2 separate regions of the Pan troglodytes genome follow, and region 1 is linked to region 2. Evidence: chromatin contacts called from public HiChIP or PLAC-seq data. All regions are on one chromosome and are shown on one strand. Each heading gives the region's core, a stretch centred on a gene start, on an enhancer-like site or on the middle of the called end of the contact. The rest is flanking DNA. Distances are from core to core; before and after follow the strand shown.

What was found. HiChIP or PLAC-seq counts read pairs in DNA pulled down with a chosen protein or histone mark.
Region 1: a contact with region 2 is called in an H3K4me3 HiChIP or PLAC-seq map of stem cell-derived excitatory neurons, with 4 times the contacts expected there. The contact joins two enhancer-like sites. A contact is called at or near these places in 1 of 1 datasets of contacts at active chromatin or transcription factors (stem cell-derived excitatory neurons) and 1 of 1 other capture datasets (stem cell-derived neural stem cells).

What each region holds. Positions count from the first base shown.
Region 1 is chr6:79,313,171-79,318,053 of NHGRI_mPanTro3-v2.0_pri, forward strand. All of the region lies in intron 5 of AUTS2 (activator of transcription and developmental regulator AUTS2), which reads left to right. Among named protein-coding and RNA genes, the nearest start is that of GALNT17, 440 kb to the right of the region's middle. Within about 2 kb of position 3,126, at least 20 of the 24 cell types and tissues checked have an H3K27ac peak or open chromatin away from gene starts, as enhancers often do. A contact at or near this core is called in stem cell-derived excitatory neurons, where this site is marked.
Region 2 is chr6:79,176,101-79,181,372 of NHGRI_mPanTro3-v2.0_pri, forward strand. All of the region lies in intron 5 of AUTS2 (activator of transcription and developmental regulator AUTS2), which reads left to right. Among named protein-coding and RNA genes, the nearest start is that of GALNT17, 580 kb to the right of the region's middle. Within about 2 kb of position 3,966, at least 2 of the 24 cell types and tissues checked have an H3K27ac peak or open chromatin away from gene starts, as enhancers often do. A contact at or near this core is called in stem cell-derived excitatory neurons, where this site is marked.

The DNA of each region.
Region 1 (4,883 bases), core at 1,876-4,375, 140 kb after region 2:
GTCCCAGGTACTTGGAAGGCTGAGGCGGGAGGATTGCTTTAGCCCAGGAGTTCCAGGTTATAGTGAGCTATGATTGTGCCACTGCACTCCAGCTTGGGTGACAAAGTGAGACCTTGTCTCTTAAATAAGTTAATAAATTAATAAGAATTTGAAAGTATAGATTGACTTACAAGAATTTCCCTTTGTTTTTAAACCTAGTTTAAATCTTTAGACGTATTTTTGAGATTTGAGGAAGAAGGCTCCATATTTTAACATAGCTTTACATTTTTTTAACTGATTAATCATAAACTTGGCTAAGATCTTTGGGCATATATTAAAAATTATTTCTGAAATCATTAATCTAACACCAGAGTGGAAATTGAGTCCACATTCTTGCTCTCTGCTTTCTATTAGAAAGGGTTGCCGCTTTCTAAGACTTGTTCTCCTTAGATTGGGTTCAGAGGCTAAAGGTGATGTTAAGAAGCCATTAGTGTTTAGTATGTTAATCCACCTCCATGTAACAGAAAAGATAGCTTCCAGCCTTTGACTTGGCATCTTTATATTAAAACTCCAATAAAAGGAAATTAAATTTCTCAAGGAAAAAAAAAAACCAATCTTCCTGATTATTGAAAGCCCTCTGACCTGGATTCAGTCCCTAATATATGGATTATCGAATTTAGTCTTCTTTCTTCCTTCTTCCTACTTCTGACGCTGTTGTGTACCTGGTCCCCTCCAATTTTGACATTCATTCCCATCCCCGCTTCCAGAAAGCATAGGGAATAGAGCAGTTTGGAAACCAGTCAGAAATGGGCTCATTCGTGAGTCTGGAGGGAGGATGAGAAATGGAGCAGGTCACAGTGGGTGGTGTTCTGCAACCGGGCCAGCCAGGGGACCCTGGGGAGCAGCACTGGAGGTGGCCACAGTGGTCAGAGGCTTGGCTTTTGGCGTTCCCAGGTTCCTCTTGATGAGAGATCATCAAAAGATCTGGACACATGCAGATCTGGCTGAGGCCGTCATCTGAGGCCTAATCCCTGGTAACCATTGATGACAATTTTTTTTTTTTTTTTTTTGAGATAAAGTCTTACTCTGTTGTTTAGGCTGTAGTACAGTGGCATGGCGTGATCTCGGCTCACTGCAACCTCCACCTCCCAGGTTCAAGCGATTCTCCTGCCTCAGCCTCCCAAGTAGCTGGGGTTACAGGTGTGCACCTCTACACATTTTATTAGTAGAGACGGGGTTTCGCCATGTTAGCCAGGCTGGTCTCAAACTCCTGACCTCAAGTGATCCACCTGCCTCGGCCTCCCAAAGTGCTGGGATTACAGACGTGAGCAACTGCGCCCAGACTGATGACAATCTAATGCAAGGCATGATAAATGTCAGAAGTGCCACCTAATGAAAGCACCCTGGAGGGCCAAGTGGTTTCAGCTGGTCAGCTAAGCTGCCATGCCGTCGTGCTCTCAGTTTACCCTGTAGGGGATGGTGCAGGAGCTCAGGCAGTTTCTTCCCTGTAACACCGATTTTACTAGAACAACAAGATAAGAAAACTGTTCCATTTTGATTGTTCCAAAAGAAACAACCTTTTAATGTCTTCTCTAGAACATTTCATGTCCGCCTTTGAGCTATCCTGGTATTGTCTAAACAGCTTCAGAATGAATGCCGCCTCGCTGGAGGACCACAGCTGGGTATTGTGACATCTTGTAAGCAACTGGAAAATCCATCTCCAAACCTATACCTTCTGAGATGCCTTTTCTTTTGACTTCTCAGGAGGCAGTGGTAGAGAAAAATCACTGTTACCTATCTTTTTAAAAAGACTTGTATAACACCACATTGTGCTACCAGTTTGGGGGAGGGGGTGATGAAGCTAGAGAGAGAAGGCTTCTTATTTCCAAACTTAGAGGCTAGAGGAGGGGGAAGTATGCCATATAGCAAGCACCCCCACCTTTTTTTTTTTTTAACTTGAGAGGTTTTTCAAGAGTGCCATGAAATCAAATAGTGATAGACATGCAACTTCAAAGAGGCAAGGAGTGGCCATCATTACTTTAAACCAGTCTGCATGTCATTCATATGTGGTGTGCATCTCTCCCAACCCCTGTTCTCTTCCTCTCTTCCTCAGCCACACTCCAGGTAACGGTGGCACTGGGAGGGGACTTAGAACTGAAGTTTTCCTCTCACCCCACCTTGGTGTGCCCACTGTACTCCACAACCCTACCAGTTGCAACCTAGGCCTTGCTTGCCCTTTTTCTTGTACTAGGAAAATTGCAGCAGCTTTTCCTCTGCACCAAGGAGGAACCTTGTCAAGCTGCAGGTGTGGAATTAAAACTCCAGATGTTTTCAGAGGGTTTCCTCGCCCCGGGTGTGTTCTGGTGGGAGTGGGTTGCTCAGGGGAATCTGCTGAGTGCCTCATTTCTGGCCATTCAGTCCCCCACACCCTCTGGGGGCACTGCACTGTGCTCTAGGGGATACAGACACGATACATGTTAGGATGATAGACATAACTGCTGCCCATGTAGCGAGGCTTTGCCATTGCTTTCATTCTTTCCCTACAATCGGTGAATGCCAGGGGAAGCAACAGGCTCCACTTTTGTGGATGCAGGGTGTGCACGTGTCAGAGGGTGTGAGGAGTTGGGAGGAGAGGATTTGTAAGTGGCCAGTTCATGCTCTTAAGTTATTCATCAAACCGAACACACTGCGGTCAGTCGGCTGTGGTGGGGAAGGAGGTTAGGTGAAGACCTTTGTGTTCTGAGACCCAGACCGTGATCCCCGTCTCCATTTTCCACAATGCAATGATTATTTTGTATTGAGCGCCTACTATGTGCCAGGCCTTTTACATACATGACTTTCCCACTGAGCCCTCACAACCGCCCAGAGAGCCTGCTCTTTGCAGATGTGACTGGCTTGGTGGCAATTCAACCCCAGGCTGCGGGCCTAGTGGCCTTTCCCTGCCATGGCGCAATCTTGGAAGCGGCAACTGCGGGGAGGGCGAGGAGCGGTGCAGTTTCCGCCGCGCCCGCCCGCAAGGAAGGCAGCCGGGGGGAGCCGAGGGCTCGAGCCGCGGGGGGAGCAACAGCTGTCGATGTCGCGCCTGGGGACCGCGCCTCCGCTGGGCCGACCCGGCGCCGGGGACGAGAGGAGGGGCGGCGAGGGGCGGGGCGCGCGGGGCGGGACGGAGGAGGGGCGGTGGCACCGGCGGCTCGGGCTCGGCGCGCCGAGGAAGTCCCGTTCCGAGAGCTGCGAGCGTCTGGAGGAGGCGCGCTCGGCGCAGTCGGGGAGCGAAGTCCGGAGCAAGGGGCCCCCGCGTAGCCGCCGCCCCCTCCTGCTACCGTCCAGCCAGGGAGCCCGCGGCGGCCGCCGATGGAGTTCACTTGAGCTGTGAACCGGCGGGAGAGGCAGGCGCCGGCAAGCCGAGCGCGGGCCGGAGCCCAGCCAGCCCCGGGCGCTCACCCGCCAGCCCGCAAGCTCCGGCCAGAGGCGCCGCCGCCCCGCGCCCCGCCGTTGCAGCGCCTCCTGGGCCGCGCGCCGGCGAGATCCGCACAAAATCCAGACTCCCGGAGCGGCTCCCTCCAGCACCGCGGCGGGCCCAGGACCAGGCAGCCCGCGGCGCGGCTGGAGAGGCGGGACCGGCTGTCGGGGAGCCCCGGGCGGCCGCCGGGGAGAAGCCGCCGCGCGCCCTCCTCCTCCTCCTCCCTCTCCCTCCTCCCTCCCTCCGCACATGGTCTCCTTTGTCCTGTCGCCGCCGCCGCCGCCTCGCTCTTAGCTCCGCGCGCCGCGGCGGCGGCTCAGGCCGCTCTTCTCCGCCTCGCCCTCCCGCCGGCCGGCCCGGGACGCGCCTTGCTAGCCCCCGCCGCGCCAGCCCGGCCCCGCGCGCCGCAGGAGCGGCGGGGAGACAGTGGCGAGCGCGGGCCGGGCGATCTCGGCGGGCGCGCTCCTCCCGCCGCCCGGGGCCTCGGCCGCGCTGGATGTGTGCGCGCGGCGCCGGCTCTCGGTCGCCCCGAAGCTGTTGCCCGGTTCGGATCTGGTTCGGCGCCTCCGCTCTCGGACTTTGGCGAGGAAGGAGCCCAGAGACTCTTGTGGACAGAGCCGGGTCGAGAGTTGGGCGTTTTCTCTTCGTGTGTTTTGGTGGATTCCCCCCTGGTCTTTGACGATCGCCCTTCGGGAGTCCTGCTAAGGAACCAAACCATGAACTTGGGGCTGACCGGACCGTTTAACCCTTTGCAACCAGGTAATGAAGCCCCCGGGGCGCGGCTCGCTTGCCTACCTCTCGCGGTCGGAAGGGAGGCGGCCGGGTCGGGGGTCTTTTGTTGCGGCGGCCGGGCCGGCGGGCAGGGGTGGCAGGGGCGGGCTTCTCCCGTCTGGCGCGCCCAAGCGCCCCTTCGCTACCCCTCCTCCCTTCTTTCCTCCCCGCTCTGCGGCCCTGTCGCCCGCCTTTGTACTTTCCTCCCTCGGCCGGCCGGGCTCGGCCGGAGCTGCGCGGTCGTGCCCGGGAGGGCCTGGCGTTCGCCGCCGAGCTCCGATGTGAGGAGGGGGCCGGGGCCTGCGTCCGCTTGAGCTGGGGGCCCTAGCGTGGCGCTGCCCGCTCCTGGGGTCGCGCTTCCCCAGCGCGGAGGTCGGGATCCCGGCCCGCACCCGGTGCCAAGGGAGGCGAAAGGAGATCTGGGCTCGGGTTCGGCAGCGGGAGAAAGAACTCGCGCTTAAGTTTCCAGGAGGTTTCTGTTTTGTTGTTCGAAAGCCCCCCTTCTCGCCTGTGCGGGTGCGGAGGGCGGCCCCCGGGGTCTGCGTCCGAAGGGAGTGAGGGTGGGCCTGGAGCAGGAATCGCTGGGTCCCACCCCGTCTGCACGCACGGCTTTTTATAAGTTTTCCTTATTCTCCGCGTTCCCGCCTCCAATCTGTTTCACTTACTTAACTTT
Region 2 (5,272 bases), core at 2,716-5,215:
TTAAAGGTTGTATTGGGAGACCTTGTGAAAGAGGCCTTTCTTTCTTTTTTTTTTTTTTTTTTTTTTTGAGACAGAGTCTTGCTCTGTCGCCCAGGCTGGAGTGCAGTGGTGCGATTTCAGCTCACTGCAACCTCCGCCTCCCAGGTTGAAGCAATTCTCCTGCCTCAGCCCTCCCAAGTAGCTGGGATTACAGGCGCACGCCACCACACCCAACTCATTTTTTTTGTATTTTTAGTAGAGACGGTGTTTCACCACATTGGTCAGGCTGGTCTCAAACTCCTGACCTCATGATCCACCCACCTTGGCCTCCCAAAGTGCTGAGATTACAGGCATGAGCCACCGCACCTGGCCTTTTTTTTTTTTTTTTTTTTTTTTTTTTTTTTTTTTTTTGAGACGGAGTTTAGCTCTTGTCGCCCAGGCTGGAGTGCAATGGCACGATCTCCACTCAATGCAACCTCCGCCTCCTGGGTTCAAGTGATTCTCCTGCCTCAGCCTCCCAAGTAGCTGGGATTACAGGCGTGTACCACCACACCTGGCTAATTTTTGTATTTTTAGTACAGATGGGGTTTCACCGTGTTGGCCAGGCTGGTCTCGAACTCCTGACCTCAGGTGATCTGCCCACCTCAGCCTCCCAAAGTGCTGGGATTACAAGTGTGAGCCACTGTGCCCGGCCTCTTTTTTTTCTTTTCTTTTCTTTCTTTCTTTTTTTTTTTTTTTTTGAAACGAGGTCATGCATGCAGGCTGGTCACAAACCAAAAAGGCCTTTTGACAATTCAACAACCTCAACTCTGGGATGGGCATTTATTAATAACCCCCAACCCACCCAAGTCCTCCAAATACCCTGCCATCCAGGGGAAAACACATAAACATCAATAAACTGCATGTCCCCAAGGGATGCTCTTTGCCCCAGGATAGTCTGGCCTCTCGGGAGATTTCTCTTACCTCCAGGGCTTTGTTTCACCAGAGAAGCCAGCCTGGAGGTAGAAGGGGAAGATACTTAGCAGCAAAATCTGCTGCCCTGTACAGCCAGGCCAGGGGGGCAGTCAGGGGCTATACAGGCTGAAAAGCTGTCCAGGACCCAGAGCTATGTGACTCATAAAGGCAGGCTGCCCACCCACTGAAGGTCTCCAAGTGGCAGTCCAGATGGACAGTGATCAGCTGTCACATTGGACGGTTGGCCTCCTGTGATGACAACACTGTGCCAAGGAGGCCTGGGTTGAAGCTTTGAGCACACGTTAATTGGCTTAGCTCTATTCCACCACTGTAGAATTTTTTAGTTCAATTCAGCAAATATTCCCGGGGTTCCTGTTCTTTGCCAGGTAATAGAGCTGGACACTGTGAATGCAGAGATGGATAAAATATGTCCTTTAGCTGATGGAGAGAAAAACATGAACAAATAAATGTCATTTACTATGAAAGATACTAGAGTATCTGGAAAGAACAGTGGAGACAGAGAAGGGATGGATGGCTGAAAGTGTGTGGTTAAAACAGTGCCCACCCATCTTGCCCAGACACAAACCACTCAAAACCAAGACCCTGTTGGAGGAAGCATTCCTGTGAGTTTATTAGAGCAGGATTTCCTGAATTCTTCCTAGGAATGTTAAAAGATAAAATTTGAAAAAAGGATTCCAAGAGCAAATAAGTTTGGGAAATAGTGAGTTAAAGTTAGACAGGTTGCTTTCATTGGTAGCTCATGCTTAAGTGCAGAACTTCTCAAAGCCTTGAGTATGCTGAGCACATTGTGTGATTACCCCAGGGGAGGAGATGGTATTGAGAATTTTGACTTGGGAGCCTTTTTCCAGAGTTACTTCCTTGGACCTGGGACCCTCATATTCTTGGACCCTGGCACAGTGTCCTGTCTGGAGCTGAGAGTTTGCGGAGTGGCCTTCTAGTCCCAGCGCTCCCACTGTGACTGAAACTGTGTGGCTTTGGGAAGTCTAACCTTCTCTGATATTGTTTCCTCATTGTGTTAGGCAATTTTTGCATCTCTATAAAGAAATACTTGAGGCTGGGTAATTTATAAAGAAAAGAGGTTTCATTGGCTCCTGGTTCTGCAAGCCACACAAGCATGGCACTGGTATCTGCTTGGCTTCTGGGGAGGCCTCAGGAAGCTTTTTTTTTTTTTTTTTTTTTTTTTTTTTGAGACAGAGTCTCGTCGCTCTGTCGCTCAGCTGGAGTGCAGTGGTGCGATCTCGGCTCACTGCAACCTCTGCCTCCCGGGTTCATGCCATTCTCCTGCCTCAGCCTCCTGAGTAGCTGGGACTACAGGTGCCCACCACCATGCCCAGCTAATTTTTTTGTATTTTTTAGTAGAGACAGGGTTTCACCTTGTTAGCCAGGATGGTCTTGATCTCCTGACCTTGTAATCCGCCTGCCTCGGCCTCCCAAAGTGCTGGGATTACAGGCATGAGCCACCACGCCTGGCCAGGAAGCTTCTAATCATGGCAGAAGGCAAAGGGTGGGTAGGCACATCAGATGGTGATAGCAGGAGCAAGGGAGAGAGAGAGGGGCGATGCCACACACCTTCAAACAACCAGAGCTCATGTGACCTCACTCACTGTTATGAGGACAGCACCAAACCATGAGAGGTCTGCCCTCATGACACAGATACCTCCCATCAGGTCCCACCTCCAGCATTGGCAATTACATTTTTAACCTGAGATTTAGGCAGGGACAAATACCCAAACTATATCACTTATCTAGAAAAGAAGGGAAGAGTGACATCTGCCTATCTTGCAGTATTGTTGTGAAATAATAGATGTGAAAGCACTTCATACTCATAAGGACTGGGATTGTCATTGCTGGGTTGTGACAATCGCAGCTGTGATCAAGTCTTCGAGGCTTTAGTTACTTGACTGCCTTGAGGTTGTGGCCTCTCGTTATGCCTGGAATTCTCCCTTCCTTCACTTCTTTACCCACCCCTTGAGATACTTCTTATAACCATCCCCTAAGTTCAACGTTGGTAGCCCTGAGACTTCTGTCCTTGGATCCCTTCTCTCGAGACCATTTATCTCAGAGCTCCATGTGTCAACATTACCTGTCTTCTGATAACCACCCAGGTTTCTGTCTCTAGCCTTTGCTTCTACCTTAAGTTCTGGATCCAAATTTCCAACTTCTCCCCAGATACCTTGATGTAATTATCTCAAGCTGCATACTAGTGCCTCAAACTGCTTGCCCTTGCCCACACACTGTGTTCCTTCATAACTGGGTGTCATCTTAAAAGTACTTCTGGTAAACTCCTGCTCATCCTTCAGAACCCGACTTTAGTCTAGTCTCCTCTTGGCTGACTTCCTCCTGTGCGCTCCCAGAGAACTTTGTACCTACACCTAACACGCCACTTCTCACACTGCCACTGTGGCCATTGGTGTAGTTTTCATTAAGTCAAGGACTATGCTTTATTTGCCTTTAAATTCTCATCCTTGAGCAGAGTGCAGGGTGGGCAGTAAGTCTAATTGGATGCATATACCTCATTCTAGTCATGCCCATGCAGCAGAGGGGAGTTTCATCTTTAATGCCACATCTGGCTTTACACTAGAGGCCTGAACCTGCCGGATGCACAATTTTGTTCTTTTCCCTGCTGGCTAGGATTTGCAGGCACCCAGAAGCTGAAGACCCTCGGGGTCTCCAGAGGAGGTCACATGTGCCTCTGGCCACAGCCACCCCTGGACTTTCAGCTGGCCAGTGCTCCCAGCTCCCAGCCCTTGGCTGGCAGAGGTGAGCGGGAGTCCCACCCACTCCTCCCCAGCTTAGCCGAGTCATGTTGATATTCTGGCGGCATAGTCAGGCTTGTTATTGAGCACATGCTTTGCAGATTAGCCTGTTTGTATAGCCAATCGAACATGTGCTCCATTAAAAATTAAAGCATCCTGTTTTAAGGATGGAGCAGGAGACATCAGCTGCCACTGTGTAGCAGACATGCAAAGCCCCAGAGCCCATTACCATAGGTTACAGCAAATGTTAATCAGTGCCAGTGCAGTTAAATAATGCAGTTTGTGCAGATGGCAGCTACTACATCTCCTCACAGATGTGTCCTCAAGTCCCGGAGGCTGCTGTATCACAGGAGTTGTCGGGAGCAGTCAGATCTGATGCTGACTGTCAATATCACCTTTTGTGTTTGTGTGCATCCTCCAGCCAGCTGAGAGGCAACGATAGGATGACTCCAGGCCCTACTTCCAGCAGCCCTTCCAGAGCTGGAGCAGAGGGTCTGTGCAGGGCTCACAGGAGAGCAGAAATATTTCACTAAATCGCCAAGAACACTCAGAGTAAAGCTCTGCAGTCTGCTCCATGAAACTGTACCCAGCTGCATCCTGCAAGAGGCTTCCCAGCCAGGTGGAGTGGGGATGGCGTTCCCACCTTCACTCTTTACTGCTTTCTGCTTGCTGACGGGCAAGAATTCCACAAGTATTCTTCCTGGCTTCCATAAGCGCAGGGACACCTCACTGTATCAGAAGTTGGAGTTCTGACAGCACCTACTGTGCACAGGGCCTGATTCTGAATGGCAAAGTGCTGTTCCCGAAGCCCAGGCACTTGGCTCTCTGGTCCAGGTGTCCCTACCCTCCAGCCCCTGAACAGATACTCTGCGTAAAATTTAGGAACAAATCGCCACTCATGCTGCCAGCAGTAAGCAGCAACTGTTGTGGCAAGAAAAGACCAAACCGTTTCAACTGTCCCAGCTCTTCTCTCTCTCTGTGTACTTCCTTACTAGCAGCTGTGGGGGACCCTTCCATGAAGGGGCACCTAGAGCACTGACATCCACATGTGGGCACCTGGGGGCATTCCATCTCAGCCACTGTCAGGAGCAGGCACAGTGACTGGTCCTCATGAAGGTGGCCTGTTATCAAGAGAAGATGAAATAAAGCTCGAGGTAACCAAGTGTGGGAAACTTGTATGGAAGCAGGGGAGATTGCTCTTGATATAGTTAAGTGTTTTACTTAAAGGTGTAAGCCTCAGCTTTCTGAAAAATATGCTACTGTAGAACAACTCATTTCTGAATAGCATCAAATATGTGAGGTGAAAATGTACTTATGAGAAAAATAGTTAAAAGTTTATTCATCCTATTTCCTTTCTAGGTTGTCAGACTACGTGCTATTCTTCATTCCTAGGTGGGAAACATTGCATCTTATGAATGTAACGTGTTGCTGTAGACAAATATTCTTGTGGAGTGAAGCCCAGGGACAAGGGTCTTTTGCTTTCCTTGCAAAATGTAGAGACATTATTCCTGTTTCACCTTTGAAGGCCATGCCATCTGATAGGCCATGCCATCTGATATGGT